Regions from separate parts of the Sus scrofa genome. Here regions 1 and 2 are each linked to region 3. The links are chromatin contacts, called in public HiChIP or PLAC-seq and promoter capture Hi-C maps. All regions are on one chromosome and are shown on one strand. Each heading gives the region's core, a stretch centred on a gene start, on an enhancer-like site or on the middle of the called end of the contact. The rest is flanking DNA. Distances are from core to core; before and after follow the strand shown.

Region 1 (4,553 bases), core at 1,609-4,108, 140 kb after region 3:
AAGCCACTAAAGCCCTCACTTCTCTTTGTGGAGGTAGCACAGGATGTGAGTATTCCATCTGTGTTTGTGTAGATACTTTGGGCGGGGGTAGGGGAGGGAGGATAGTCTCCAGGATCAGCCAGGGGGGCTCAAATTCCAGGCCCTCCACTTAACCTCACTATTGGTCAAATCTCTCATGTGTGACGCAGGAACAAGCACAGAATCTACCTCATAGAGGTGCAGTGAAAATTCACACAATCAGTTCCTACAAAGCACTAAGAACAGGACTTAGCACAGAGCTCAATAAACATCAGTTAGCTGTTCTTTTCCTTTGTTGCTTAAGAAGTAATTCAGCCAGTTCATGGGGGGCGGGGCACCAAACATCTTCCCTCACTCCCTCACAGACATCCCCCCTCTCTATTCCCGTGAAGAATCAGGGAGCCTGGTTACGGGTTGTTAAGACTTTCCAAGATCAAAAGTGAAGGAAAAGCTTAAGGATGTTCTGTTTTAAGATAAAGAGTTTCTGGAGTTCCCTTGCAGCACAGCTGGTTAAGGATCTGGGGTAGTCACTGCAGCGCTCAGGTTGTTTCTGTGGTGCAGTCCCATCCCTGGTCCGGAAACTTTCTTTTTTTTTCTTTCTTTTTTTTTTTTTGTCTTTTTGCTATTTCTTGGGCCGCTCCCGCGGCATATGGAGGTTCCCAGGCTAGGGGTCTAATCGGAGCTGTAGCCACCAGCCTACGCCAGAGCCACAGCAACGCTGGATCCGAGCCGCATCTGCAACCTACACCACAGCTCACGGAAGCGCAGGATCGTTAACCCACTGAGCAAGGCCAGGGACCGAACCCGCAACCTCATGGTTCCTAGTCGGATTCGTTAACCACTGCGCCATGACGGGAACTCCTGGTCTGGGAACTTTCACTTGCTGTGGGTGGGGCCACACACATACAAAAAAGATAAAAAGTTTCTCGTGGGGAACCTGGACTGTTGGTAGTGGAGAGTTCCTGGTCAGCTTTGAGGGGTGGGAACTTCTGGGCTGAGTGCTGCTAGAGGGACCCTGCTCCTGGCTCAGCCATCAGACATTGCTTTCATCACCCTGGCCATGCTTCAGACCAAATGCGCCAATGGTGAGTGGCCTTTCCATCACAGAAGCACAGCCCTAAAGGGAACATCACTGCGTCTACTTTAAGGATGAAGAATCTGAAGTTCAGAGAAAGGAAGAACCTGCTGCAGGTCCACAGGCAGTAAGAGGCTTGGATAGGACCCTATCACCCTTTCCTGTCTCGTTAACACCTTCCCTCCACCTGGGTCCTCTGCAGAGCTCCCACCAGTCCTCCTAGACTGCCTCTTCCTGGGAACCTTCCCTGACCACTCAGACAAAGCCGGTGTACTTTTGGCTCCTTCTGCCCCAAGAACTTCCCTCTGTCCAGACTTAAGAGCCCTGAGCTGCAGGGGTCAGTGTTTGGCTCTGGGACCAGCCCTTAGGCCAGACCTTCAGGGTCCCCTAGATCCAGCCCAGCGCTGGGAGCCAGACTGAAAGTTCAGATCTTGGAGTTCCCATTGTGGCTCAGTGGCTAACGAATCCAACTAGGAACCATGAGGTTGCGGGTTTGATCCCTGGCCTCGTTCAGTGGGTTAAGGATCCGGTGTTGCCGTGAGCTGTGGTGTAGGTCGAAGATGTGGCTCAGATTCCACGTTTCTGTGGCTCTGGCATAGGCCAGTGGCTACAGCTCCAATTAGACCCCTAGCCTGGGAACCTCCATATGCCACAGGAGCGGCCCTAGAAAAGACAAAAAAAAAAAAAAAAAAAAGAAAGAAAGACAGAAAGACAGAAAGACAGACAGACAGACAGACAGACAGACAGAAAGGAAAGAAAGTATAGATCTGGAGCTTATGAGAAAGATGGTGCCTGGGAATGGTCACCTGGGAGCCACCTGGGGAATAGCCTCAGCCAGAAGAGGAGAGACAAAGCATTACCAGCTCTGGTACTGCATCCAAGGCATGTTAGGGGGAAGGGAGTCATCAAGGCTCCCAACTGACAGCCAGCTTCCCTTTTAAAGCCACAGTTCTGCTTATCAAAAAAACTGTCCTGATGAGCCAAGGACTCTGCATGATTCCTCTCCCTTCACCTGCCACACCCACCCTGGTTCAGGTGGCCTCACCTGCTTTCTCCCTGCCATACCCAGAGCCTCTACTCTCCACAAGGCAGCCAGAGAGAGACTTGAAAGCTCAGGGACCACCTCACTCACCTATTCAAAATTCTGCAGTGGCTTTCCAACCTTTGAGAACAAGACCCATGAGTTCCCTGGTGGCCTAGCAGTTAAGGATCCCATGTTGTCATTGCTATGGCTTGGGGCACTGCTGTGGCAGCGGGAGTTCTATCCCCGGCCCAGGAAGTCCCGCATGCCATGGGTGCAGCCAAAACCAAAACCAAAACCAAAGCCAGTCTCCTTACCAGCACTTTTCCTACCGGGACCTTCTCACCTGTGCTTCCCTGCTTCTTTCTCATTCTTCCCAGCTATCCAAGGGACAGCCTTCATAATCACTCTGGTCAAAGCATCCCCCGCTCTCCCATCACATCACTCTTTTATAATTTTAACATTATCTCAACATGGAGCGAAATAGTTCATTTATTTATTTGCTTTTGCTGTCTAGCCTCCTCCCCCAATGAAATTTAACTGCATGAGAGCTGGAGCTCCTTTTGTTAAACACCTTCCTCCATCCCCCCACCCCCACCAGCCTAGCATGGGGACGGACATGCAACAGTCACTCAGTACATATACAGGTGCTGAAAGAATGAATAAATGAAAAGAAAGCGAAAAGCAAGGAAGTGGGTAATTTTGTCTCCTGGCGGCTTCCGTAACAGTCTTTCATTACCCAAAACCAAGTCCTTGAAGGCCGCGCCACGGTCACTAGTCCGACCCCACGGCGTCCACTCCCTGCCTTGCGCGCGAGGGGGCTCGGCAGTCGCCACTTCTCACCCGGTCTTCCCGGCCACGTGGGAAAAGGGTGGGGTTCGCGGCTGTCACCAGCTGCAGCGCCGCTGGTCCCTTTCGGCCGCCGTACGCGCGCAGGCGCGCTGGCGCCGCCTCGCCTCGGCCCCTCTCAGCCTGGAGAACCGCTCCCTGGGTGACCAAGGGTGATCGCGGGTACAGGTAAGGCCAAGAGAGCCAACAGGTGTGAGGCAGCGGCGTCTCTGCCACCTTTTCCGGCCTGCTTCCCGTTACCGCCGCCGCCGGCAGACAAATTTTTTTGCCTCGGGAGTATCCGCCCCGAAGACCAGGCAGTGCGCCTGCGCAGAAGGGTTTGGCGACCGCTGCCTGCGTCCGTGCATCCCGGCTCGGTGGCGGCCTGCGCCTGCGCGGCGCGGCGCTGCGGAGACCGTTGGCTCATTTGCATGTCCCCGCCTCGCGCGGTGGCGGCGGCGGGTGAGGAGCCTGAGGCGGTGGCGGGGGCGGCTCCGCGCGCGGTGGGCTCGGGGTGAGGCCCGGGCCCGGGCGTCGTCTGCGGGTGGACCCCGGGGTGGTGGGGCTTGGGCGCAACACCGGGAACCCTGGGTCCCCGCGATGGCGCAGCGGGCTCGGCCCTTGGGCTGCGCGGCGGCCGCGTCAGCCTGGGGGGCGGTCTGCGGCCTCCCGGGCCTGACGCCCCCTTTTCTTCATCTTCGGAGGCTGAGAGGAGGCGGGCCGCTCCCGAAGGGGTTTATTCGTTCGTTCATTCATTCAGCCTGAGCCTGGAACAGCCCCTCTAGTGGGACAGTAACGGCGGCGGGTCGCTGAATTCGGCTGTTTGCTTTTTTTTTTTTTTTTAACCGATTCCATCCCCACAGCAACTCCTCATCATGAGCTGCCCATTCTATAGGTGGGGAAGTGGAGGCTCAGAAAGGTTAGGTCACTTGAATTGATCCCGGGCCACCTGGCCGGGAGACCCTCCCCTTCGATAGCACAGAGCAAGGGGTGCCTCAGAAAAAGGGCTGAAGGATGGGAAAAGGAGGTGATGATTATAAGAAATGAGTATAAGGCAGAAACAAGTTTGGGTTTTGAGGTTGGAGATTTCAAGATGGAAGGGATATCTTGGTGGTAAAGGACATTGCTACTGGATTCCCCTGTTTTGTTTTTCAGTCTTTTTCTACTCAGCCTTTAGGGCTTTGTCCCCACCACCAGGGCCCTGTGTGCCAGGTTCCAGTCTGGGCTACCTGACCTTGCATGGGTCACTGAGTCTGAATTTCCCTTTTGCATTTTTGTATAATTTTATTCATAATAGGACCCACTTCTTTCCTGGGTTGGTGTGAGAAGTAAATGGGCTTGTGGGATTCCCTCCCCTGCAGCAGGACCTGGCACAGAGTAAGCTCTGTCAGTAGGTCATTGTCACTGGTCAGGGACTTCTCCACTCACTCACTGAGAATTCTCTGTCAGAGGGGAAGTCTGCTCTCAGAGTTTCTTTGCTCTGTCTGTGAAATGGGAAAACAGAAATGGGAAATATCACATCTTCCCTAACCACCATTTGCAAGGTTAGGTTTGTCCCTGCTCCCCTACACTGTTGTGTTCAGTTTTATGTATTGCTTCGTGCAGTCCTTC
Region 2 (4,231 bases), core at 645-3,144, 250 kb after region 3:
TTCCACCTCCTGACTGGCCCTCTCCTGTTCACACACCTTCCACAGCCCCCAGTCCCCTTAGCACAAAGGTTCTGATACTGAGTGTTGGAGGCTCATTGTGCCCCTGCCCTCTAACCAGGTCCCAGAACAGCTCATGGCTCGTCACCTGCCAGTCCCACTCAAACTGGCCCTGTCTCTTCCCATGTCCTCAGCAATGACACCACAGTCTTCAAAGCCTGAGACCCAAGTGTCAGTACCCCCTCCTCAAGGGCTGGTCAGTGTCCAGGTCCCCTCCTCTCTGCCCCCAGCTCCAGCTCCGCCCAGGCCTCTTTTCTGCCCATGTCCCTACTTCCTGATCTTCCTGCTTGCCCTAAATCAAGCCTCATGCTCAGCACTTTCCACATATCATCTTGTTTAATTCTTCAGTACCCCTAAGACATGGGCTTAATCTCTGTCCCCATTTTGCACAAATGCAAAGTGCGCTTGCCCAAGAGAACACAGCTGGTTAGCTCCCCCAAGAGGCCTATTGGGGGCCAGAAGCTCACCTTGTGGGTGTCAGGACGAGGCAGAAGATACCATAGGGATCTTCAGACAGCTTCTGCAAGATGGGCAGGACAAACGCTGCTGTCTTGCCGCTGCCTGTCTTGGCACAGCCGAGGCAGTCCCGACCTGGACAGAGGGCAAAGCAGCATCAGAGGTATAACAGATGTTCCACTGGGCCCAGTGTATAACAGCTAAGGTCTAATAAGCAGTTACTGTATGCTCAATACTGGCGTGTGCTCTTTCTGTTTCAGGATTCTGATAACTTACTGTTTTAGCAACTGACAAATTTTAGGAGGAAGAGGCCATTACCATTCCCACTTAACAGAAGGGAGAACAGATCTCAAAGCTTTGCCCAGGACACACTGCCAGTGAGTACAAGCTGGACTAGAACCCACATGCATCTGACCTGAGATGTCTGCTACTAATCACTACCTCATTTTGACTCCTTCCCAGGGATAGAAGCTTGGGAAACCCAGAATGTTCTCCAAAATCTGCATCCTATGCTCCCAAATGATGCCTTCAGCTTTATTTAATCTCTCAATTTGTCCATCTGAGGCTTCCTAAAAAGCCAGAGGAGTGAGGAGAAAAGCAGTCTACAGACTAGAGTCCTAAATTTACCTAGGTTTACCAGTTGTCGGTACCGGTAATACCGACAACCTCAGTTTCCATCTATGAAATGGAGATAGTAATACAAACTACCGAATTTTCCCAGTGTTATCTACCAGTCACTCATCAAATCATCCCAGCGCTCTGAGGCTATCTATGAGAGCTTCAGAAATTACACCACTTGTGTGCGGAAACACGGCGAGTCAATCGTACAGCCTAAACGCCAACACTGAGTAGTCGACTCCGAGAAACCAGGCTCGCCCGTGAGGCCCCAAAGCTGCCCCTCGACCCACGGTACCGGTGTGGGCAAAAGGGGCGAGAAGGCAAAGTAAGGCGACAGGAGCGGGGAAACCTCCTGTAGAAGAGGCCTAGGTACACTCACCCTCCAGGATGGCGGGGATGCAGCCGAGCTGCACGGGCGTGGGCTGCTTCAAACCCAGCTGCCGACATTGTTCCACCAGCCACGATGACAGCCCGAGCTCAGCAAAGCCAGCCATCCTCTCAGTCAGCCCGGCACCCCTGTGAGCCGTGCTTCCGGCGCTTGTCGATGACGTCAGGGAAGCCTTCGCGTTTATTGGATCTACCTTTTGCGCGGCTCCACCCTCTGCAGTTTACTGCCATTCCTAGGCTCATTATATCCTTACCATGTTTTCCCCGAGCCCGCAGACTCGAATACAACTACAATTCCCGAGATGCCCTGTGAACGCACGTGCGTCTCCCGCCCCTTTAACTCCTCTTTAAGCTCATTTCCAGGGAGCCGAGTAAACTACATTTCCCGGAGGCTCTGCGGTGGCTCTGTGCTTCCGGCCGACGTGTCCTCAGGAAGAGGAAGGGGTAAGAACACAGCGACATGGCGCCACCGGCACCCGGCCCGGCCTCCGGCGGCTCCGGGGAAGTAGATGAGTTGTTCGACGTAAAGAATGCCTTCTACATTGGCAGCTACCAACAGTGCATCAACGAGGCTCAGCGGGTGAAGGTGGGCTAGGGGATGCTAGGGGCGGAGGCGGGGGCGGAATACGCTTCCTGTTGGCCACGGGTCGTGCTCTGATTTTAAAACCCTTTCTTTCCTCGTCCCGTTTTTCCTCTCACACCTCTTTAGAGCGCGATAAGGAATTATCCCTGTCCCATGACAAAACCCAAAGCAGCAGCAGTTTATGATACTTCTCACTTTGAGCGCTCTTAGCCTGGGAGGCGTTTGAGTAAAAGAGGGGTTTCTTACCGCTATGGTAATAACAATGGCGAGGTTATTACGCTATAGTAATGATAATAGTAACAGTAATTCTTGTTGGTTCAGCGCCCACACTGTGCCGCCATACCCTCAATACCTGTGAAGTAGGGACGTTGTTTATCCTCATTGTCCAGGTGAGAACTCCGAGGCTTTTCGCAATGTCACCCTGTCCCATTAACCAGATTATTTCTCTCCAAACATGCCCATTCGTTCACTCCTCATGGAGTATCTGTATAAGCCAGGCAGAGTGCTCGTGCTGGGCTCAAAGCAGTACAAAATAGACAAAACTCCCAGCTCTCTTGGAAACCTCAGCTCCCAAGGGAGACAGAGAATTAACAAGTTAATAAACAAGATGTCAGGAGATGGTGTGATGGGGAGTGGTGAGGGGGCTTGGCTGTTTGAGGGCTGAAAAATAGAGTCCAGGGCCCAGGCAGTGAGCGGGTGACAGGAGAGGGAGCAGAAAGGACCTTAGGCAGTACTTTTGGGGAAGGGTCACGGATATTACAGTTACTTTGAGAGTGAGCCATTGGAGAATTTTTTTTTTTTTTTTTAAGGGCTGCACCTGCGACATATGGAGGTTCCCAAGCTAGGGGTCTAATCAGAGCTGTAGCCGCCAGCTTACACCACAGCCACAGCAACTCGGGATCTAAGCCTCGTCTTCGACCTACACCGAAGCTCACAGCAACGCTGGATCCCTAACCCACTGAACAAAGCCAGAGATCGAACCCGCAACCTCATGGTTCCTAGTTGGAATCGTTAACCACTGAGCCACGATGGGAACTCCAGGGTTTAGTGTTCTGAAGAGAGAAAGCTTAATTACAACTTGAGCCCTATGGGGGTGAGAGGAGATGAGAGTACTGAGTCAGAAATGGGGGTGGGGGGAGTTCCCACTGTGGCACAGTGGGTTAAGAATCCAGCTGCAGGGGCTTGGGTCACTGCCATGGCTCAGATTCAGTCCCTGGCCCAGGAACTTCCATATGCCGTGGCGCAGCTATAAAATAAAATTGAAAAAAAATTAGAGATGGGGGTGGGAACTGCTTTGCATGAGAGTGGTCAGATCAGGCCAGATCTCTCTGTCATTTGAACCTGAGACTGAACCTTGGGGAAGGATCTAACCCCATAAGTTGCTGCAGAGGTGGCCGAGGCAGGAGTGAGTTCCAGGTGATCAAGGCCTAGGAGGCTGGTATAGCAGAAGTGGGGCAAGTACAGCGGGAGAGACAAAGAATGAGGTGGACAGAGCCTTAGGGGGCGGCAGCAGCAGGGGTTTGGGTTTTATTCCAAACATGTTTGGAGGCCATTGTGGGAGGCCATCGAAGCACCAAGCAGGGGAGTGGCAGATGTCTTCAGAGAGGCACGCAGAGCCTTCGGAGGAAATTGGATTCTGAAGTAGAGAAAGCTTGTTTTCCCTTCTGGCCATTTGCAGGGAACCTCATGTCCCTGAGCATTATCTATGTAATGGGGGTAGAACTCCAAACAGATTTCAGGAAGGTTAGGATTTGCTGAAATAACGTGTGTACAATCATGTTCGCTTTCCATTGCCGCTGTGACAAATTAGCACAAACAATGGCTTAAAAGAGCACACATTTATTATCTCACAGCTTCTGTAGGTCAGAAGTTCAGCAAGGTTCTCGCCAGGCTAACATCAAAGTATTGGTCTGGCTACATCTTTTCTGGAGGTTCTGGGGAGGAATCACCTTCCTAACTTGTTCCAGTTGCTGCCTCTTGACCAGGGGCCACTCTTAGCTCCTAGAGGCTTCTCTCTAGTCCTCAAGCTCGCACATCACCCTTCCATCTCAGAACCAGCCATAAGGTTCTCATGCTTGGAGTCTCTCAGATTTCCCCCTCTCCTTCATCCCTTTAGTCTAAAAGTCTTCT
Region 3 (4,196 bases), core at 328-2,827:
CTGGGGGTCGAATAGGAGCTGTTGCTGCCAGCCTATGACAGAGCCACAGCTACGCCAGATCCGAGCCACATCTGCGACCTATACTACAGCTCATGGCAATGCTGGATCCTTAACCCACTGAGCAAGGCCAGGGATCTAACCTGCAACCTCACCCTTCCTAATTGGATTTGTTTCTGCTGTACCACGATGGGAACTCCGAAAATGTTAACTTTTATGTTATGTGGATTTTACCACAATTAAAAAAAAAAGAAGTCCCTGTTGTGGCTAAACAGTAATAATCCTGAGTAGTGTCCATGAGGATGTGGGTTCGATCCCTGGCCTCACTCAGTGGGTTAAGGATCCAGCATTGCCGTGAGCTGTGGTGTAGGTCACAGACGCCACTCAAATCTGGCACTGCTGTGGCTGTGGCATAGGCCGGCAGCTGCAGCTCTGATTCAACCCCTAACCTGGGAACTTCCATATGCCATGGGTGTGGCCCTAAAAAAGACCAATCCTCCCCCGCAAAACAAAAACAAAAAATAAATTAACAATCCCTCACTGGGTAGAGAGACAAGACATGTCCTAGGTGATGGGTCAGAAAGACAGAGGTCCCATCTTGAGCCCAACATTCCACCGTTCTTGCATCCCACAAGCAGGAGCACAGGGGAGGTATCCTACCCTGAGGTGAGGAGGTGCCAGCATCTGGTTCAGCAATCCCAGGCTCTGGGGTGCAGGGGAAAAGACTGAGGACCACAGTGTCTGAACTGTCAGGGGCCTCATCCCTGGGGTCTTCTGGGTCCCCAAATTCTGGGGTGGAAGCCTGCTGGGTCAGGCTGAGATCCTCTGCAGGGTGGGTGGGCTCCATGGGGGAAGCTGGTGGAAGGGTCCAACAGGTAAAGATGGCAATAATTATCAACAACTCATTAAGTAGGCACTGACTGCATACACAGGCTTGCACAGTGAGGTTAAGTCAACTTGGACTCAGCCAGGAAATTAAAACCAGAGTCCAACTGCTTCTCAGGCCCACTACTCCCCACCACCAGATCACATGGAACCTGCGTGACTTAAAAGCCCTGACTCTGGGGTCAGCTACCTGGGTTTGAGTCCCTCCACTTTTAGGCTGTGAAAACTTGGGCACATGACTTAACTTTTCTCAGCCTCAGTTTCTTCATTAATAAAATAGGGAAATAAGATCTAAAAAAAAAAAATCATGTCTGTAAATATCGGAGCAGGATACCTGATACACAGGCAGAGCCTAATAAACGTTCGCTATGTTTTTTTTGGGAGTGGGGGTGGGGTAAATTCCCGGAATGAGTGAGGGTTCAACAAAGATGTGATTGTTTGCATCCCACCTGCCCCTCCTAAACCGATCTAGGGGGTCCACTCACCTCCCACGAGCCTCCTCTGTTACCCTACGTCGCAAGCTCGAGTTCCCCCAAACTTGGGGGTCCAATTCACAAACTTTTCTCTTCCAACCGATGTAGGAGGGAGCAAGATGGAGCCTGGACCCTCTGCGCCTTGGCTTCTTCTGCCGGGACAGAGAGCAACTTGATACGCGACCGCTACCCCCACCCTAGCGTTCCCCCCACTGCGCCTGCGCACCCCGCCCCCCAAAAGTGCGGAAGAGCTGGAGCGATATAGCTGCTTCTGGCCCTTTAAGGATTGGGGGAGAGGCGTTGCTTCCACTGGGGCAAGAGCCGTGCAATTGCGCCTGCGCATGCTCGTCCCCGAGGCTCCGGAGGGAGCCCAGAAGGGTCGTGAGGGATGGGCGGGGCCTCGAAGAGCACCCCAGAGTTCCCTGCCCTTGTCTTCCCTCACCGCCAACTCCGCCCGCAGGTTTTTCTAGCTGCAACCTATAGGCTCCGCCTTCGCACAAACTAGCTTTCTACTGTAGGAGAGCCGGATGGAAGTAGGCAGGGCGTCCAGGATTTAAAGGGACGACGCCACTGCCTCCCTTCCCCCCACGCCATAACAGTGTCCCCTCTGCGGTCCTGAGGGCTCAGGAGCATGTGCAGGAATTTGGTGGCAGCAGGGGGGATATAAGAAGGGAGTTTATATGACCCGAACTGGGCAACGTGTAGGGTGTTCCCCCAAATTGTCTGCCTCGGGAAAAGAGTTCCGTGAGCGAGGGAGCACTCGCCCCTCCCTCCGACGGGGTGTCCCTCCTGGAAGTTCAGGGAATCTCCGCCCTCTGAACACCCACCTCCCTTTTTCCCCGAGTCCCTCACTCAGGGCCCCTTTCCTGTCAGGGCAGAGGAAAGGTTGAACAGAGTAGGCCAATTAGTACTGGAACTGATGTGAGGCGCCCTGTTTCGTAGGGAAGGTTTAGGCAGTTATCCCCACCTCCAAACTTCCGGTTCCGGCCCTCCGAATAGGGCCGAGGCCGCTATGGAGGAACCAGAGATGCAGCTCAAGGGGAAGAAAGGTGGTGCGGGGGCCCAGGCGGGGTGGAAGGGTTAGGAACTCGCGAAAGGGCGACCTGACTGGGGACAGGAGGGGGCCAAGGCATGGAAGGAGAGTTTGGGGTCAGTGATTAAACTGCCACGGAATCCCGGCTCGGCCGCTGAGTAGTTTTGAAAACCTTTGGGAAGTCTGTGTCTCGATTTTCTCATCTGTGGAATGGGGAGTATAATAGTCCTCCTCCTTCCTCCCATAAAATTGTTGCGAGAATTAAGTAACCTGATTATTTGTAAAGCATTGCAAGAACGTTTGGGGCGTGGCATTTGCTGCGTATATTGTTTCCTTTGTACTTACACATTCGTTTATGTTTACATTGACTTATAAACTATTTGTAAGTCACATAGTTAGAAATTACAAAATGCTACAAGCTATTTTTAACGTATTAGTATCTATGTTACTTCATCATGTACATTATTACTTATTAAATTAATTGTTTATAAGTCACAAATACATTTCATTCCACATCCTTCATAACAGCACTGTGAGGTGTAAGCTTTTTCTACTGTGCTAATTTTCAAAATGAGGCCTAAGAGGACACACAGTTTGGAGGTGGCAGTCTGGGCTCTGCCCCAGTCAGGACACAGCAGCAAACTGGACCCTCACAAACTGGACAGACCCATGCACAACCTCCCTCGACTCCCAGACACACATGGTTTCTCTCCTTCAGCAGCTTCACTGCCTGAGCAATAGCATGATATCCATCTGTGTAGCAAACCTTGAGGTAGGAACTGTTATCATTCCATTTTTACAGGTGAGGAAACCGAGGCTCAGAGAAACTCCTGCCCTCACAAATCAAGTTTTAGGTATGGACGTAACCTAATAAAGAACGAGAATTTTAAGTACAAGGGAAATAAACAAAGGTTGAGAAGGAGATTGAAGGGATATCTGATTAATCTTGGTGACCAGGGAAGGCTTTGGCCAGAAAGTGACATTTGAGCTGAGACATGAGGGTTGAAGAGAAATGAGGGGTATGTGTGGGAGTGGGGGCAGTGGCAGTGGCAGTGGCAGGAACAACAGGTACAAAATGCTGAGGTGGCAGTGTTCAGATCTGTGCTGCAATACAGGAGTGACTAGGTATTTATGTGTATTTAAATTAATTAAAATTAGGTAAAATTTAAAGGTTTTTTTTTTGTTTGTTTGTTTGCCACCCTGAAGCATATGGAGCTCCCAGGCCAGGGGTCAGATCTGAGCCAAACCACAAACTAAGCTGCAGCTGCGGCAACACGAGATCCTTAACCCACTGTGCCGTGCCGGGGATCGAACCCATGTCCCAGGGCTCCCAATATGCTGCTTATCCCATTGTACCACAGCGGGAGCTCCTAAAATTAAACGTTTGGTTTCTGAGTCACATCAGTCACATTTCAAGTGCTCAGTGGATTTATGTGACTAGTGGCTACCACCTTGGGCAGTATAGACTGTATAATCTTTCCATCATCTCGGAAAGTTCTTTTGGACAGTGCTGAGAGTGCCGAGGACCAGACAAGAGGCCCCTGTGCCTAGGGCTAAGGGCCAGAGGGCAGGGCAGGGCAACAGGAAGCAGTACATACAGGGTCTTCTGGGCCATGTTAAAGAAGGCAGATTTATTTTTCTGGCTTGTGGGAGTCATCAAAGTGTTTCTTTTCCTTTTTTTTGTCTTTTTGTCTTTTGAGGGCCCCATCTGCAGCATATGGAGGTTCCCAGGCTAGGGGTCTAATAGGAGCGGTAGCTGCTGGCCTATGCCAGAGCCACAGCAACACCAGATCCGAGATGCATCTGCA

The links. Promoter capture Hi-C pulls out the DNA fragments that hold promoters and counts their contacts. HiChIP or PLAC-seq counts read pairs in DNA pulled down with a chosen protein or histone mark.
Region 1: a contact with region 3 is called in an H3K27ac HiChIP or PLAC-seq map of alveolar macrophages. The contact joins the promoter of SUGP2 here to the promoter of RFXANK in region 3. A contact is called at or near these places in 11 of 47 Hi-C or Micro-C datasets (embryonic fibroblasts, epiblast stem cells, fetal heart ventricle and 6 more) and 1 of 2 datasets of contacts at active chromatin or transcription factors (alveolar macrophages).
Region 2: a contact with region 3 is called in a promoter capture Hi-C map of liver, with 5 times the contacts expected there. The contact joins the promoter of COPE here to the promoter of RFXANK in region 3. A contact is called at or near these places in 2 of 5 promoter capture datasets (fetal liver and liver) and 4 of 47 Hi-C or Micro-C datasets (heart right ventricle and liver).

The regions. Positions count from the first base shown.
Region 1 is chr2:58,825,151-58,829,703 of Sscrofa11.1, forward strand. It overlaps SUGP2 (SURP and G-patch domain-containing protein 2), which reads left to right and starts at 2,859. Exons shown (of 11, transcript XM_021083458.1): 1 at 2,859-3,131. It overlaps ARMC6 (armadillo repeat containing 6), which reads right to left and starts at 3,259. Exons shown (of 8, transcript NM_001243929.1): 1 at 2,958-3,259.
Region 2 is chr2:58,929,035-58,933,265 of Sscrofa11.1, forward strand. COPE (coatomer subunit epsilon) reads left to right here and starts at 1,895. Exons shown (of 10, transcript XM_003123536.4): 1 at 1,895-2,104. The coding sequence starts at 1,979. It overlaps DDX49 (probable ATP-dependent RNA helicase DDX49), which reads right to left and starts at 1,676. Exons shown (of 13, transcript XM_003123539.4): 1 at 1,511-1,676; 2 at 525-648. The coding sequence starts at 1,625.
Region 3 is chr2:58,682,202-58,686,397 of Sscrofa11.1, forward strand. It overlaps RFXANK (regulatory factor X associated ankyrin containing protein), which reads right to left and starts at 1,578. Exons shown (of 9, transcript NM_001243347.1): 1 at 1,368-1,578; 2 at 658-852. The coding sequence starts at 844. It overlaps BORCS8 (BLOC-1-related complex subunit 8), which reads left to right and starts at 2,307. Exons shown (of 7, transcript XR_300545.3): 1 at 2,307-2,404.